Linked DNA regions of Mus musculus: region 1 is linked to region 2. Evidence: chromatin contacts called from public ChIA-PET data. All regions are on one chromosome and are shown on one strand. Each heading gives the region's core, a stretch centred on a gene start, on an enhancer-like site or on the middle of the called end of the contact. The rest is flanking DNA. Distances are from core to core; before and after follow the strand shown.

What was found. ChIA-PET counts read pairs in DNA pulled down with a chosen protein or histone mark.
Region 1: a contact with region 2 is called in an RNA polymerase II ChIA-PET map of memory CD8 T cells, with 8 read pairs. The contact joins the promoter of Vav1 here to the promoter of Cd70 in region 2. A contact is called at or near these places in 1 of 484 Hi-C or Micro-C datasets (embryonic stem cells), 2 of 115 datasets of contacts at active chromatin or transcription factors (embryonic stem cells and memory CD8 T cells) and 1 of 9 other capture datasets (pancreatic islet).

The regions. Positions count from the first base shown.
Region 1 is chr17:57,276,225-57,282,181 of GRCm38.p6, forward strand. Vav1 (vav 1 oncogene) reads left to right here and starts at 2,876. Exons shown (of 27, transcript NM_011691.4): 1 at 2,876-3,177. The coding sequence starts at 2,974.
Region 2 is chr17:57,146,489-57,152,080 of GRCm38.p6, forward strand. It overlaps Cd70 (CD70 antigen), which reads right to left and starts at 3,289. Exons shown (of 3, transcript NM_011617.2): 1 at 2,946-3,289; 2 at 2,279-2,312. The coding sequence starts at 3,113. It overlaps Gm33566 (a long non-coding RNA gene), which reads left to right and starts at 2,314. Exons shown (of 7, transcript XR_876893.3): 1 at 2,314-2,659.

The DNA of each region.
Region 1 (5,957 bases), core at 1,626-4,125, 130 kb after region 2:
GCCCCCGCCCCGGTTTGGAATTGTGAGAAAGGCGACAGCCTCCCGCTAAAGACGGGATCGGGCTGGATTTTGGGACCAGGACGAGGAAAGAGGGAATCTTTTCTCAGGTTGGGGGTGGGGCTGTATCCTGATGGCTGGAGAAGAGTTAGAGGAAGTCGAGGGTTGGGAATTTGCGGCAAGAGAGGCAATACTACGTTTATTCAAAGGCCACGTTTGTACACTGGCCCAGCACGCAGGAATCAGGATTTCAGCGTCAGCCTTAGATACATCACGAAGTTCAAGGTCAGTCTGAGCTCTACATGAGACTTTAGTAAAGTATTCTATATAATAGAGGCAGCCCTCATTAAACTCCTACGGTAAACCAAGACAATTCGGCTTGCCTTCTCTTGTCTCAACGGCTCAGTTTTCAGTTACATCCTCCTAGGAATGAGACGTGTACCATTCACCCCCATTTTCTCTATGGAGAGATCGAAGCACGAGACGAGAGGAACTAAGCCATTCGTGCAAATGTACCTCAGCTTGGAAGTGGTGGAGATGGAATTCGAATCTAGAAACCTAGTGGGCGCTCTCCAGCTGCCTCTCGTTTTTGTTTTGTTTTCACTGCCTGGCCTTCCTACCCTAACTGCGTGCAAAGAAAACAAATTGTTACCCGGTTTAGAGAAGAGGGAGAGGACGCGTAGGAAGTCACAGACGCCAAAAATAGGGGATAGAAATTGTCCTCGCCTGTAAGGTTGCAAAACGGGAGGGTTTTCAGGTTGTGCCCACCCCTACCCATATCCTCAGTGCGTAAATGAGACTCAAGCTGGTCCAGTGAAGCCGTTTAGCGCCGCCTAGAGGCCATAAGGATAAAAGGTGGGGTGCTAAGGAAGCGGCTTGGAATCTGGTGGGTTAGTCAGGGAGAGGCTTGCTTGCCAAGGTAATTTTAGTTCCTGAGAAGCTATGGTCAGGAAAGCAGTACATATTTGTTAGACAAATCAACTAATAAATGACAGGGAAGGGCACTGGTGACCTTGACTCGGACGAGAACTCACAGCAGGGAAGGTGGGCTTATAGTATGATAATTAAGGGTGGAGGAGGGCTGTGGCTTAAAATTTAGGAAGACTTAAGGGAAAAAAAATGACATTTGGGGGCTGGGGAGATGGTTCAGTCAAATGCTTGCTACTCAAATGAGAGGACAAGAGTTCAAATCCCTAGGGCACAATTAAAGCAGGAGGAGGTAGTCTGTGCTCTTTAATCTCAGTGCTCCTAAGACGAGATGGGGGCAGAGACAATTCTGGAAGTTCAGCTAGCCAGGAGCAGTTAGCCCAGGAGTAAGAGAGACTCTATGTTAAGTATGTGGAAGAGAGGGTCTACACTGAGGCTGTCCTGCCACCTCAACACACACGCCATAGTGTTCTCTCTCTCTCTCTCTCTCTCTCTCTCTCTCTCTCTCTCTCTCTCTCTTTCTCACACACACACATACAAGTTTTAAAGAAAAAAGGAAAAGTGGGTGGTGAGGGTGAGAGGGCTCTGTGGGCAAAGGTGATTGCTACCAAGCCTAATGATCTGAGCTCAATCGTTGGGGCTTGCATGGTGGAAAGAGGACCTACTCCCTTGGGCTGGTGAGATGGCTCAGTGGGTTAGAGCACCTGACTGCTCTTCCGAAGGTCCAGAGTTCAAATCCCAGCAACCACATGGTGGCTCACAACCATCCGTAACAAGATCTGACCCCCTCTTCTGAAGTGTCTGAAGACAGCTACAATGTACTTACATATAATAAATAAATAAATAAATAAATCTTTAAAAAAAAAAAAAAGAGGACCTACTCCCCCATGTTAACCTTTGACCTCCACACATGTACTGTGCCCCACATGTACCTTCACACATACACACATACATATGTATATATATACACACACACACATATATATATGTAATAAAAGTGAAATGGCTTTCAAAGTAGAATATATTTTCTAATGTTTATTATAGTTCTATTTGTTGGCAGTTTCCTACATGTTAACAACCTATCTTCGTCCTACCCACCCTCAACTCCCCTCTGACTCCGAATGAGAGTGGACTCTCTTTACCTTATCCCCACTTTCTTGCTCTTTTGTAACCCTTTGCATCCATTACTGCTGCCTGTGGGCATGTTGGCTCCCTCCTGGCTTTGTCTTGTGCTGCCACCATAACTGCACGGAGTTCATGAGCGTAGTGGCCATGGGTATGCCCTGGAGATAGCATTTCACATCCCCCGCCCCCGACTCTTACCGACTTTCTGTTCCTTCTCCCTTGAGCCTCGGGCTGGTGGTGGTATAGATGTCCCATCTATGGCTGAGCACTCAGTAATCAAAAAGTAACATGTAAGAAGTGATGGAGTGAATTAGTGTCTTCTGTCAGGTGGTGGGCACAAGTGCAAAGGCCCTGGGGCAGGATGGAGGTCAGGGAGTGAAGAACAGAGAGAGGAGAAGAGGCTGGCAGGGGTTGGGGCAGGGTGAACAGGGCCTTGTGGGGTGCAGGAAAGACATGAGTTTTGGCCCCAAAGCAAGGTTGAACCAGGAGGGTTATGGGTGGTGGAAGAATGGTTGAGACTTGACTCAGTGTTCAGTGGTCCCTTTTGGCTGCTGCAGGGGCAAAAGGCTGTGAGAGATCAGGGCCGTAGACTGGGGACCAGGAGGAGACAGGAGGTGACAGCCTAGGTGCCTACGGCTGGATGAGATAGTGGCACCTTAGTTCAGCAGGTGCCCAGGTCTGCTCAGTGTAGGTGGAGAAAGACGAGGTCACACCAGTGAGTGGAAGCTGTGAGGGCGTAACTGCAGATGCTGCTCCCCCTCCGCCCCACAGCTCCTCCCCACCCCCACCCCGGGGCGACAGTTACAGTCACAGAAGAGGAAGTGGTGTTGTAGTTGTCCCCACTGGGGCAGGCGGCGGCGGTGGTGAAGGAACGAGGGTGCACGGGGCCTCCCCGAGGGGCCAAGTGAGAGGCCGGCAGCCACCATGGAGCTCTGGCGACAGTGCACCCACTGGCTGATCCAGTGTCGGGTGCTGCCTCCCAGCCACCGTGTGACCTGGGAGGGGGCCCAGGTGTGTGAGCTGGCACAGGCACTGCGGGACGGTGTCCTCTTGTGCCAATTGCTTAACAACCTGCTTCCCCAGGCCATTAATCTTCGCGAGGTTAACTTGCGGCCCCAGATGTCCCAGGTGAGTCTGCTGGGTGATGCTAGGGCCCGACTGGATAAAGGCTGGTAGGCCCGGCTCTGGCTATGGAGAGGTGTCGAGCAGAACGGAGCTCTGGGTGGGTTTGTACACTCTTGGTTGGCTTGCAGCTGTCCCAGCAAATTTAGGGGGAAATCTCCCTATCCCGCCCCGCCCCCAGCTGACTCTGTTGAGATCCATTTAAAGGGGTCCTAAGAGGTATCTTGTTGCCTCGTAGTTAGCCAAGAGGGTGCATGAGGTTGGAGAACCAGATTCAAGAGAGAGAGGCCTTCAGTTTCTCCCCCACCGGTGGCTCCTCCTCTTCCACCTCTTCTGCCCCCCTCCTCCTCACATCTTCCTTCACCTCCATTTCCTGCCAGGGCTTTGTGCTGTGTGGCGTGGAGTGTTGGGGGCTGCAATGCGAGACCCTGTGGCATCCCAACTCTACCTATTTCGGGAAGGGCCCATTGAAGTGCAGGGCCCAGGCCTAGGGTCCTAACAAGGCCCTGGGTGTCCCTGAGTTTGACATCTGTGCACTCTCCGTGTTTCAAGTGGAGGCATGGTCAGACTATGCCCCGGTGAGCCTAGAAAATGTATTCAAATCCTTATTTGAATGTGGCTGGGGTGGTGGTGAAAGGTGACTGGTGGCTTTGTACTCTTTTCTCTGCTTCCCCAGGGATGCTGGGTTTCGGGGGGAGGGCTGATAGCCCTAGAAATGAAAGGTATAGGTTCAAGTCAAAGGGATCCACAGCCTTACCGTGGGGTGTGAGGGACATGAGTTGTATCTAAGGGAACATGGCCTTGCCATGGGGTCTGAAGGACACATCCTTGGTGTAGGGGGCATCTGTCTGTCTGTCTGTCCTCTTGCTCTCAGTCTGCCAGTCCTGTACAGCCTGTTTTTCCAAGTCCCAGGAGGCTGTCCCTAGAAATGATGAGCAACGGGGTCAGAGCCTAGTTTCTTCCCTTCATGCGAGGGGTCCCATGGAGTTGAAGACGGGAGTTACTTTAAGAATGGCCTGCTGCAGTCTCCAGGGTATTTCTGGGGTTGTCAGTGAGCCAGCAGTCTCTGAAGCTGTTGTGAGTCCTCTGAAGGAAGTAGGGAACAGAGCACCCACTGTCCCCCATGGACCGTCCCTCTGGCTGGCTAGGGGTCAGCAGAGATTTGCCTACATTTGCTTGAACTTCAGTAGCTTTCAGGGCTTGAGGAAGTAGCTATGGGACTCTTGGGCCCCAGCTCTGGCGGGACTCAGGGTGCCCAATGATGTGGCAATCACAGCTGTTGGGAAAACGGTTAGAGTCAAGGATGGCCTTCCACCCCCCTGTGTATTGTAACTAAGGTTGACTTTTCTGAAGGACAGGTGTTCATGGTGTTAATCCCCAGAGGACTAGCTGTGTCCCAACAGCAGCCTTAGTGTGTGTCAAGCAATGTTGGGAACTTGGCTCTGGCCCCCAAAGAGTTCTTAAACTCAGTGAGACAGAAGAAGATGCATCACAGGCTCTTGTTCTCTAGGGATGTAAGGACATTCACTGCTTGAGAGAATTAGGTCTTATGTACGAAGGGGTATTTAAGCTGGGTTCTGAAGAATCAATAGGAGTTTTCTCATTGCTCTGGCTCTCTATGTCCAGCTGTATGAAGCCTCAGGCTGGGCCAGTGTTCATCCTCATTTTCCCCCATCTATCTTCTTGGTAACTTCTGGCCTCTGGTCTCTCTGACTTTCTTGGAAATCCTACATCTGGTGGAGATGTAGGTGAGAATCAGCAGGCTATTTACAATATGCCAGAGGAGGTACCCCAAGGGAAGGCAGAAAGAAAAAGGAAAGGAGCCACTGACTGGGAAACAGGAGAGATAAAGTCGTAGAGGTCGGAATGAAAGAATAGTTCCTTCGTTTCCCTATCTCTCTCCTTTGTCCAGCAAATAGGGAAGAAATAATTTATATACTACCAACTCGCCCATCTACCAACCCATCCATCTATCCATCCATCCGTCCATCCGTCCGTCTGTCCGTCCATCCACCCATCCATCTGTCCATCTGTCTATCTGTCCACCTGTATGTCTACCCACCCACCCACTCATTCATTTGTCCATTCATCCATCTGCCCACCAGTCTATCTGTCCATCCTCCATCCATCCACCCATCCATCTATCTATTCAGCCAGCCAGCCAGCCAGCCAGCCAGTTATCAGGTCCAAAAGAAACTTGGGACAAATGGCTCACTGTAGTGCCTATTAGCATACCAATCCATATGCTGGTGCCCAGATTTACTCAGTGCCTGTGGCTAGTCTGTTCTTCTCACCCCATTCCCTTTTCTAGACATCACCAGCTTCTGGGTTAGCCTTCCCCAGTTTCTTCTTCCTATACAACCCTGCCATTTTGACTGTGTGCCCTCTGCACTCTTGGCCCTCTCTCCTCTCTTGCTCTCCCCCCTCCCACTGTGGCCTGGTCCATTCTGCTGGCCATACTCAGTCTGCTATTTTCTCTCATGATATGTACTCTCATAGATGCTTCTGGCTGTATTCTTCCTCATACCAACAATAAAATCTCCCCATCAATCATATCTCAGAATGGTCCTGTACTCACTTTATACATCTGGTGCAAAAAAAAAAAAAAACCAAAACAAAAAAAAACCAAAAAACCAAAAACCAAAAAACCAAAAACAACACACACACACACACACACACACACACACACACACTTTATGCCATCCATCCATCCATCCATCCATCCATCCATCCATCCATCCATGTATCCATCCATCCACCCACCTACCCACCCACCCATTTATACA
Region 2 (5,592 bases), core at 2,039-4,538:
ATCGAAGTTAAACAGGGGAGAAGAAAAAAAAAAGAGGGAGGTGGATAGGCACACAAGATGTGGGAGAGACCGAGAGATGGAAAAAGTTAGGTAGAGATGGAGAGAGAATGAGAGGTGTACACACACATACACACACTCACAGACATGCCATAGAGATGCAACTATACATGTATGAGAAGTCAGATGGACAGACAATCTAAGAGGGAGAGCCACAGGACATGGTGCCTGGAAAGCTCAAGACTGGTGCAGGTTTGCAACAGGTATCACTCTGCAGATCTGATTGATGCCCGGAGCTGCCTCTGAGTCCAGCCCAAGTCTCACACCCTCTTGCTGTCTCCAGCAATACCCTGGGCTCAGAAGACCAAAAGGGTTTCCTGGGTGAGGGAAAATTGCTCATGGGCTGGATACACGTTAGGCCATCTACCAGGATGAAGAAGGGACCTACAAAATCCCTTGTTACTATCCTTGTGATGGCTCACTAAATTGTCAGCTGCCTTAGTCTAGAATCACCATCTCTGAGCTCATCTTTCACCAGTTATATAAATGGTATTAACTGAGGTGAGATGACTCACCCTGGCTGTGGGTGGGGGGCATTCCACAGGCTGGGGTCCTGGACTGAATACAAAGGAGAAAGTGCTTGAAAACTAGCTTGCTTGCCTTGCTTTTCTTTTCTTTTCTAAACAGGGTTTCTCTGTGTAGCCCTGGCTGTCCTGGAACTCACTCTGTAGACCAGTCTTGCCTCGAACACAGAAATTCACCTGCCTCTGCCTCCCAAGTGCTAGGATTAAAGGCATGCACCACCACTGCCCTGCAGAACACTAGCGTTCATCTTGCTACTTTCTGACTGAGGATGTGAAGTGACCATTGGTAGCAGCCTCCTGCCCACATGCCTTCTCTCTTAAGTTGTGTTTGTGTATTATTTTGCTGTTATTTTGTTCCAGTAATTAAAAATGTAACAGAATGGTTGAGTCAAATATCTTAATTCCTGATTAGAGCAGCTTAAAGCCGCTACCCAGAGGGAACCTCAACAAATAGCCGAGGCAGAAAGAGAAAATCCGTTTAATTAGTTATTGATTTTGAGATGGACCTAGCTATACAGACTAGGGTAGTCGCAAGTTCATGATTCTGCCTTAGTCTGCTAACTGCTTACTAGAATAACCAGTGTGCCCAGACAGGATGCATTTATTAAAGTTATGGTTACTTGGTTATTAATGTCAAGATCCAAGGTTCTTATCTAAGTACTAATAAATGTTATTACTAGAAGTTTATTTTCAAATGTTGAGACAAAAATCTTGCTGTAGCTTGAGCTGACCTGGACCTTGCAATGCCTCAGCCTCAGCCCCGTAGTGTTAGAACGACAGATGTGCCTCACCATATCCCATAGGGTCTCACTTTGACGGAGGCATCCAATCCCAGCGTGACAAGGTACCACCTTGCTTTAACTCTCTGTCTATATTTCAGCATTTGTGTTTTCCTTGTGGGAGTCTTGGAACCCAGAGTGTCTCATACATTTTGTAAGTCCTCTGCCGCTGACATGGGTGCTCCATGCCTGAGCCATGCCGGGGGCCCCCAGCTTCTCATTGCCCTTTTCACTAAGATGCAGCCTGCTCTTTTAGAGGTGGGCTAAGGAAACAAAGGGATAGGAGCAGCTGGATCACTAGGGGAGGAGAGGATGAACAAGGCAGGATGCTCCTGAGACCACACCCCTGTTTTACTCCAGCATCTTGCACCTTCTTTTCTTCCTTCTCTCCTTTCTTTCTCCCTTTCTCAATTTCTTTTGAGACAAGGCCTCCTATAGCCCAGGCAGGCCTTGAATTCTGATTATGAATGCCGGGTACTTTTGCTTACACATCTCTAGTGCTCAGATGACAGGTGTGCACCACCACACTGGGTTTAAGAGGTGCTAGGGCTTTGTGAGTTCGGGGCAGTGCTCAACTTACTGAGCCACATCTCATAGTAACTCAGGTTGGCTTCAAACTCCCAATGTTGCAAAGGATGAGTTTGAACTCTTGAACGCCTGAACCTTCTGTCTCTGTTACCCTAGTGCTGGGCTGACAGCCTCATGTGGTGCTGAGGATGAAATCAGGGGCTTCCTGGATGCTGGGTTTATGCAAAGCCAACTCAGACCATTCCCTTCATATGTCCCTCCCTCGCTCCCTCCTGCTCTTCCACCCTCCCTCAGTCCCTCTGTCCCTCCTTCCTTCTTTTCCTCCCTCCTCCCTCTTTCCTGCGTCCATCCTCCATCCCACCCACTGGATGGATTCCCACCCAGCCTTACCTGTGAGATTCAGCTGTAACTCAGCTGTGTGCGGCTGGAAGAAAATACAAGAAAACAGAGAAAGCACATTAGAGCCTGGGGCTTGAAGGACTCTCTGATCCCGTGTGCTGTCAGGCTGCAGTCCATCCTGCATCCCTTTGGCCCAATTTGAGATTGTTTTCGTTGATTTTTCTTTGCGTAAAGTCTTATAGAGGCCGGCGAGAAGTTTCAGGCCTCACACAAAGTAACAAGATCGCCCAAACAATTTAAGTGTTTGTCTTCCCTGGAACCCGGGGCTCATGCCACCCTTCCCACTACTTCTCCAAAGATGCATGTGGGCGGTGCCTGGCCTTTCAGCCACAGGCGGCTGGGAATCTCTTCCACCCCCTCAGCACCAGCTAGGTAAGCCCCCAACAACGTGTGCGTCAATCTCGGGCATGGTAGGGAAAGTCGGGGAACCAAATCCTCCCGGCCGCTCAAGGTGACATCTTTCCCAGTCCGGGATCCCTCGTCTGCTCCTGGGCAGCTGGGACCGGCCTGGCCTCCATAGTCGGCCTCTCCTGTCCTCTCTCTGTCTCATCTTCCTCTTTACGATCCATCTCATTCCGATTTTGCGCGCCCCCCACCCCGCCCCCCGCCCCGTTCGCGTCCTTTGCTTGTGCTTTAGCGCTTTCTCTCCTCCTCTCACCTCAGGGTGCTCCAGCAGCCTCTGTTGCTGCTTACTGAGTAGTCCGCTACAATGAAACCAACAGCAAAACACAGTAATAAACACCACCAGCAGCAGCCATGGCCATTGGCGCTGGAACGCGGTCCCGCTCCAGCGAACCCAGGGGCAAGGGCGACCTTCCTCCGGCATCCCTGCACGGAAGCAGCGGCCTGAAGGCAGCGGGAAGCTGTAGCCTCCTCAGCCGAGCTTTTGAAGCTTCTGCCTGCCTTGACCTGCCCTTAGAACCTCGGGGATGTCCGATGCAGGGGAAGAACTGGGCCTCTTCTCGGAGGGCAGGGAAATCCCCTGGAGCTTTTGGCACCTTCTGCCATCCCACAGACAAACTGAAGCAGGCCTGTCCCTGCTTCAGAATATTTAAGCTTCCGATTGGGCATTCAGCCCCTGCTCCTGCTGCTCGGTGCCCATTCATTCATTCATTCATTCGACAAACCATTCACTGAGCATCTATTAGAGGTTCAGTATTGGGCTGAATGCTAGGAAATCAGGAAGCATCCGCATCCAGGAATCCCTTGTGCTTCCCAAAATATTTGGACACGATTGTAGGCTCTTCCATGGGGGGCCATTATAAACAGCTCACATTGGAACTCACCGTAGAGCCCAGGCTGGCTTAGTATTTGCCACGGTGTCCATGGTGACCTTCAGCTCCTCAAGTAGCTCAGGCAGGTGTCAAACTTGTCATGTAGCCCAGGCTGGCCTCTCACATCCTTCTGACTGCAGGACTACTAGATTGCTGGTGTGAGCCACCACACTTGGCTTGGTCTCAATATGATAGCTAGCATATTGATTAGCTACTGCTGATCCCCACCCCCATCCCCATCCATGTCACCCGGAGACTGAGACAATGATCCTACCTGAAAGTGGACACAGCCATTGCACTCCTACACTTAACTCAGCTGTGAAAATTGGCACAAGATGTCCCCGAATGGTTTGGCCTTGATAGGGGCTGGGCCATGAGATTCTGCCCCTCCCTGAGGCTTTCTGGGCAGTTCTGGCCACTGGGAAAGGAAGGTCACTTTCTTCAGTGTTGTGGCCACCAGTAAGTTGCCATTGCCCCAGAAAACCAGCCTCCTGCCCATGATTCAGTGCAGCCCACACAGAAAGAGACTCGAAAGCCTGTAAGGCAGTGGCGATTACAGGGGTGGGGAGCAGAACTTGCTTGGAAGAAAATGTTCAGCAGGACAAGGAGGGGAGTGGACTGGAGAGGGGAAAGGGGGTGGTCATGACTACAATTCATTTTTGCAAATATACGAAGCTGTCAGACAATAAAGAATGAACAGGCAGACAACCAGGCTTGGTGCTTTCAGGTGGCCTCCACTTTGTTCTAGCCTCTTTGCCACATGAGATACGGTAGCAGAGTGAGCAGCTGAGAGTTTACTTAGAACTGGCAGAGGCGAGAAAACACTTGAGGCAGGAGGTGCCGAGCTGGGCAGCAGCTGCCCCAGCCTGGCAGGCCTGGGGCTTGTATCTCTCCTGTCTCTGCTGTCCTCTCTTCTGGATCTTCTCTGGGCACCCCAAGAGTGCTGTGTGTTCTTCACGGAAGTCTATTTTACCCAGGATCCAGACTGTTTGATGAAATGTTGGAACACATCTACAAGCTCAAGTTTTTCCGAAGTTGAGATGCCTACTACAGGAGAGGGTACCAGGGAGAGGTTGCCTCTGAAATGGGTTTGAGCTGGCCCAGCTAGAGGCCACCACCACCTTCAGATTCTGTTTTGGGGAGAACATGTTGGTCAGTGGCCCCTGGATCTAATCTCCTGCAATTCAGGTATAGTGAGATTAACATGGGGTTGGAGAGACATCTCAGAGGTTGAGTGTGTCTATCCCAGAGAGAGGGCTCACTTCCCAGCACCCATGTCAAATGGTTTAAAACGATCTGAAATTCCAGTTCTAGGAGTATTTGGCAACTCTGGTTTCCATGGGCACCTGTGCACATATCGCCCCCCCACACATACATTAAAACAAAACAAACCCTTTAAAAAATATGAAGTAGGCTGGGGATATGGCTCAGTGGATACAGGCCCTGAAGTGGAAACTTAGGGGTTCTTTGGAAAGTCAGTTGTGTTGGTGGTGTTTTGCTAGGGCAGACAAGTGAAGGAGTGTTTTCTTGAAGTGGACACAGGTGATAGACTAAGGCAGACTCCTGAAGGAACGTTTAGCTGAAGCAGACACAGCAGAGGGCATGTTCTACTAAAGCAAGCACGTGAAAGGACACGTGATGAAGGATCTTTGCTAACAACATGCTGCCTTTGTCGGGATGTAAGACCCCTGAAGCTGGGCCTCCGCTCAAGTCCCGGGATGAGCTGGCCAGCACCCCAATGACTTGAGAAAACCACACCTGATGCAAACTGCAAGAGGTTTTATTATCAGCTAGCTGAGGACGAACTCCTCTTCGCTGCGCAGGGCAGGGGAGTTCCACCCTGAGTGGTAACCGTAGGGGGCTTTTAACAGCTAGCTGAGGAATTGGGAGGAGTTGGGAGGAGTTGGGAGGAGAGTTGGCTACAGCTCTTCTCTGCCAGGTGTCCTTGGTAAAATTACAATTATCGTATCTCTGGTTATAAGGTATAGAAACAAAAAGGCTTTTTGCTGGCTGTAGAGGACAAAGAGCTTC